Linked DNA regions of Zea mays: region 2 is linked to region 1. The links are chromatin contacts, called in public Hi-C maps. All regions are on one chromosome and are shown on one strand. Each heading gives the region's core, a stretch centred on a gene start, on an enhancer-like site or on the middle of the called end of the contact. The rest is flanking DNA. Distances are from core to core; before and after follow the strand shown. Region 1 holds the start of LOC103641545 (Protein SMAX1-LIKE 4). Region 2 has its middle 85 kb from the start of LOC109943022.

Region 1 (2,700 bases), core at 191-2,690:
GCTCGGAGGCCCGGGCGTTCACGTCGCCGCGGCTCATGAGGCGGATGTGCACGTAGGAGAGCTGCAGTTTGAGGAGGTGTGCGCCGGCGAGCTCTTCTGGGACGTCGCCGCGCTCGAGGCGCCGGAGCAGCTCGTCGGCCACGGCCTCCGCCATGGACACCGAGTCGCCAACCACAACGGGGTTGCTTCGCCGCTCCTGCTTCCGGACCATCACCTCCAGGACCGCGCGGACGTCGTCGTTGCATGCGCCCGGGCCCGGCGCCGCGGACAAGAAGTGCGCCGGCCAGAGCCCGAAGCGGTCACCAGCTTTGCCGCTGGAGGGAATGCTGGGGTCGATGAAGAAGTGGGGAGGGATGGGCGGCGGCGGCAGCGGCAGCGGTGGGGACGACGAGGAACGCGGCGGCATGAGCGCGCTCTCCTCCTCGAGGTTGCTCTTGACGGTGGCGCTGGAGAAGCCGGCTTCCCGCATGACGCGGCTCACGCTGGGGTCTTCGAGGATGGAGATGACCAGCTGCTCCAGCTCCACCTTGATGGCGAGGAGCGCCTGCTGCTGTGCTGGCGGCGCATTTGCTGGTGGCGGCGGCTGCTGGAGCTCAACGCACCCGCGGCGCTGGTTGGCCTGCGCGCGCTTGAGGGCGGCGACGAGCGCGTTGGAGAGTGTGGGGCTGGGCTGGATAAGCGGCGACGTGAATGGCGACGTCGAGGAGGGCGCCGACTGCGGGCCGGAAGCGGGCAGGCGGTTGAGCGCTACATTGAAGCACAGCTCAAGCGCGCGGCACTGCAGTGGGTGCTGGGGCGCGCCGTGACACGCCGCCGGACCGGGCGCCGGGTGCGACCGCAAGCAGGCACGTTTGAGTAGACCGTACGGCACCGCCGGAGACGCGGGTGAGGAGAAGGCCGCGAGAGGCTGCGCGCACGCGGCGGGGCCGGTCAGCAGCGCGAACGCGACGTGCAGTGGCGTGACCTGCGCATGGCCGCGCCGGCGCGCGAGCGCGAGCGCGAGCTTGAGCACGGCGGCCGCCTCGGCGGTGAGCGACTGGTGGATAGTGTATGCCCCCGCCCGCATCCCTCGCCGTCAGCACGCCACCTCACACGATGTATGTGTGTCTCACGTTCTTGTTCTGGCTTCTTCTCCCTCGCAGCAGCAATGGAAGCGAAAGACGCCTTCGTTCTTGCCCGAACGTTGGGAGGCAGCGCAGCAATGATGGCGTGTGAGCTAGCTGAGCGCTTCTTCACTCTCTTTTTATTTATCAGATCAGACGTGAGCGCTCTACTTGTGCTCGGTAGGCCGTATGTGTGTAGGCTAGCTAGCGGTGCTGCTTCCATTTAGAGCGTGCCGCTTATGAATGAAAATAAGCAAGAATCTCGCTAAGTGCGTAGATTATTTTCGTTTTTCGTAACAGTGCACCTGTTAAACTAATGAGGGAATCGAATAAATAGTCATGAGAATCTTTACGTTCCATCTAAACATAATGGACTGAAGAGAAACTAAACACGGTCTAGACCGGATTCAGCCTCTAGGCTATATCTATGGTCACGTCATTATCCACGTTCTATGGTCCCGTTTGTTTCGGCTTCTAGCAGTTTCTGGCCAGCCAGGTTCTATAAAATTCGTTTGGGCAAAAACCATCCAAAATCAACATAAACACATAATCGTTTGAGTCGTTGTAATAGTAGAAATCCGTCACTTTTTAGATCCTGAGCCCTATAAACAACTTTATCTTTCTCCACATGTAATCGTAATGATACTCAGATTCTCCCCACAGTCAGATTCTTCCCACAGCCAGATTTTCAGAAAAGCTGGTCAGAAAAAAGTTAAACCAAACATGCCCTATATCTACCAGCATCAGCTTTTATCTATCACAACTTTCAAATATGCAATCTTTAATTGTCTTATTTATCAAACTTTCTAGTGCACAATCTTTATCGTCATTATATAGCCATATCAGCGTCACGTCAGCTTTTCTTTTATAAACCATGTTTGTTTCATCTTTTGGCTAGATTCTAGCCGTCAGAATCGGCTTCTAACAGCCAAAATGATTCGCTTCTTAGTCTACTTCTGTCACAATCACTTTTATAAAAATCGTCCAAATTAACGTGAATGCAGAATCTGTCGAGCCAAGAGGAATCCACCATCTTCGAAAAACCTAAACCATATAGACCTTTCATCTTCCTCCGCATGTAAGTCCCACGATATTTAGATTCCCGCGACATCTAGATTATCCAGAAATTTGGATTCTCAAAAAAAGCAAAAGCTCTTCATAAAGAAGTTTTTCGAGGCCCTTTTGTTGTAAATGAAATACAATGTTTCATTGAAAGAGAAAAGTTATCGAACATATAAATAAGCAAATATAAACTCTGTAATTTATAAAGAGAATTAAAAACTACATTATTTAAAAATACACAACACATAGGTCAAACTAAAACAAAAATTACACAATGCATAAAACATAAAACTTGAAAATTTTAAAAAAACACATAACTAATAAAAAACGAATTCCTTTGGTGTCGATCCTTAATATGCCCCATTAAAGAATGGCAACAAAGCATGTTGGTGTTTAGCGGTAATACTACAATAGAGAACTCTGATTGTCTCATAGCCATCCGTGTTGTATGATGTTCCACGGTCATCCATAATGATCTTATTGTGCAAAATGATACATGCATAGATGATCACACTGAGTAACTGGTGAAAAAAAG
Region 2 (2,700 bases), core at 94-2,593, 150 kb after region 1:
AGCAGCAAGAGAAAAGATCTAAAAAATAGAGGTAAACTAACAGCTTGAGGGAATGTGTTTGGTACTAACACTACCAGGATCCGGCTCTTTGCCGAGTGCTTGGCGCTTTGCCGAGTATTTTTTGTCGGGCACTCGGCAAAAAAGTCTTTGCCGAGTGCCGCACTCGGTGAAGTCCTGCTCTCGATAACGACCACGTTTACCGAGACCAGGACTCTCGGCACAGGAAAACACTCGACAAAGACATCTTTGCCGAGTGTCAGACACTCGGCGAACGGTAACGCTCGGCAAATGGCCGTCAGCCACCGTCTAAAGCTAACGGCCGTTATCTTTACCGAGAGCCGAGTTCTAGCACTCGGCAAAAAAGCTTCTTTGTCGAGTGCCCCCGTTTGACACTCGGCAGAGCAAGCTATGCCGAGTGCCTTCCGAGGACACTCGACAAAGTATATTTTTATTTTATTATTTTGCCAACCAAACTTTTTGTGGTATGTTCCTACACTATGTAGATCTACATGTACCATTTTGGCATAATTATAAAAGTGTTTTCCTACACTATGTAGATCTACATGTACCATTCTTCGGAAAATTCACATTTGAACTGCAAGTCACTCGAAACATGAAAAATCGTGCATGCAAAAATGATATCCATATAATTTAGCACAAGTTACGACCGATTTTAGGAGCAGACCCGAATCTTGGAGCACCATGCTCACTAAACATAACCATGAACTTGTCATCAAGTTGTTTTAAAATTGTATAAAACACAAACAAAGTCAGAAAATCATGAAACTTGATCACATGTCATGATATCATATGTAGAAGCTGTGATAAAAAATTGAGAATGTTTCGATAAAGTTGTGAGGATCGGAGTGGATCACAGAGCGTCTTATGACTTGTAGAGTAGAAACATATTCCATTGATATATAAATTTATTTTCTATACTACACTCCATGAATTTAAGATAAACTTATATCTGAGCTTTGAAAGTGGTGGAATGTTAAATTCTAAGTTAAATAGACTACTTTATTAAGTAAATTCTAATTCGTCTAAAATGAATAGATCCAAAGAGCACCTTAGATAAATGTTGTTTGTCACGTGAAAATAAAGCAAAAAAAACACACACACACAGTTTAGAGACACCTCACTATAGTGCCCGCCAGAAACGAGCAAAAGACAGCAATTTACATTCCCTTGCCCGTCCGTTGGCCTACAACACTCCTGCCTCCATAGCGAGAAAAGGCTGAAGCTCTATGTCGCTAGCCCATCAGGTCATCAGCGTCGACAACCCAGCATGCATGCATGCGCACATAGGATAGGACGCAGACAGAGACACGCACAGACTGGCCGGCCGGCCGGGTTTCAGAGTAGTGTGGTACGCGAGAGCGACGAGTGATCGCATGCGTCCACGGAGACGAGCAGGCATCTTGGCATGGGAAAGAAAACTCCATGCAGATACTACTGCAACCGACGACGATGCCTACAGGCTGTGCCTGTGCCTGTGCTGTGCAGCATTCCTGCGAAACCCGAGGCAGCATTCTCGCGAAGCTCGAGGCGGGCATATGTCCTTGCCGGCCGCGGCTTGCACATTCTCGACAAACCGCAGTGTGGCCGTCTGATCGTCGTCCAAAAGGGACGTTTGCTTCGGCACAGTTAATGCAGGGCCGAGTCTGCGAGGGATGAAGAGGGCCAGCGCGCGGCGTGCGCGCACGCGGCAAAGAGTACTGAGACGTGGTGCTGGGATCGGCTTGGGTTTAGGCTTTTTAGTTCTGGAATTATTTGAGCGGCAGTGGTAAAAAAAGAAAGGCAACATTTATCGAGAGGGTGCTGGTATTAGTAGTAAAAAGTTGCTTCGAATTGAAAACCGTAGAGCGGCGGCGCGGCGGCGGCGCTTCATGAGCGGGCACCCTCGATAGTTCATATGAACTAAAACAATAACCTAACATATCAATATCATTGTAGAAAAATATATGATAACATATATCGAAGGTCCGCAAAATGCTTTTGCTTTAGTATAAGATGTGTTTCAGACGTATAATAAAGGACGAACCAATCTAGCCTTCGACGGAAGCAGTTTGTAAAGAAAAGCTTCGTCCATATACGCAAGGAGCGAAGGTGCGTGCCGAGGTCGCTAGCCTCGGCATGGAGATAGCTTCGGATGCAAAGCGACAAAGGAGAAGAAGTCCAAGGCTTGTTCAGCAAGAAAGAAAGAGAAAAGACGGTGATGTTCCCGCATCATTTGTAAATCATGTGTGTAAACTTTGTAGACATGTTTGTAATTTCTAACGAAACTATTCAACTTCCCCTATAAATAGGTGAGCGGTGCCCTACATAAATTCACCTTTTTGAGGGCCTTAATTAAGCTTCATTTCGCTCAGTCTTCGAAGTATCTTCTAGCTATCTTGTGCAAAGAAGCCGAATGCATTTTTGTAAACTTGTACAATACGAAGGAATGTGGAATAAAAAAATGCTAAGGCACAAAAGATGAGTTTCATACTTTATTGTTCATTGTCATTTTGTTCAATATTGTTTTATTCGCATCTTCTTTTAAAAACCTTCGTCCTCAAGCTAACACTTCGAAGAAGTGATAACTTAAGGACGAATGTCCAAACTTCTCAACTTGTGTTGCCTTGTTTTTTATGCCATGTAGCAATTGAAAACAAGTGACCAACATTGGCGCCCACCTCCGGTGATATCACGACCACA

The links. Hi-C and Micro-C count contacts between places; a contact is called where the count stands out from the background.
Region 2: a contact with region 1 is called in a Hi-C map of ear, with 1.7 times the contacts expected there. The contact joins the enhancer-like site here to the promoter of LOC103641545 in region 1. A contact is called at or near these places in 2 of 25 Hi-C or Micro-C datasets (ear and tassel).

What each region holds. Positions count from the first base shown.
Region 1 is chr10:107,608,150-107,610,849 of Zm-B73-REFERENCE-NAM-5.0, forward strand. LOC103641545 (Protein SMAX1-LIKE 4) reads right to left here and starts at 1,441. Exons shown (of 3, transcript XM_008664889.4): 1 at 1-1,441. The coding sequence starts at 1,066.
Region 2 is chr10:107,755,093-107,757,792 of Zm-B73-REFERENCE-NAM-5.0, forward strand. No RefSeq gene overlaps it. Among protein-coding and RNA genes, the nearest start is that of LOC109943022, 85 kb to the right of the region's middle. Within about 2 kb of position 1,344, at least 10 of the 20 cell types and tissues checked have an H3K27ac peak or open chromatin away from gene starts, as enhancers often do. A contact at or near this core is called in ear and tassel, where this site is marked.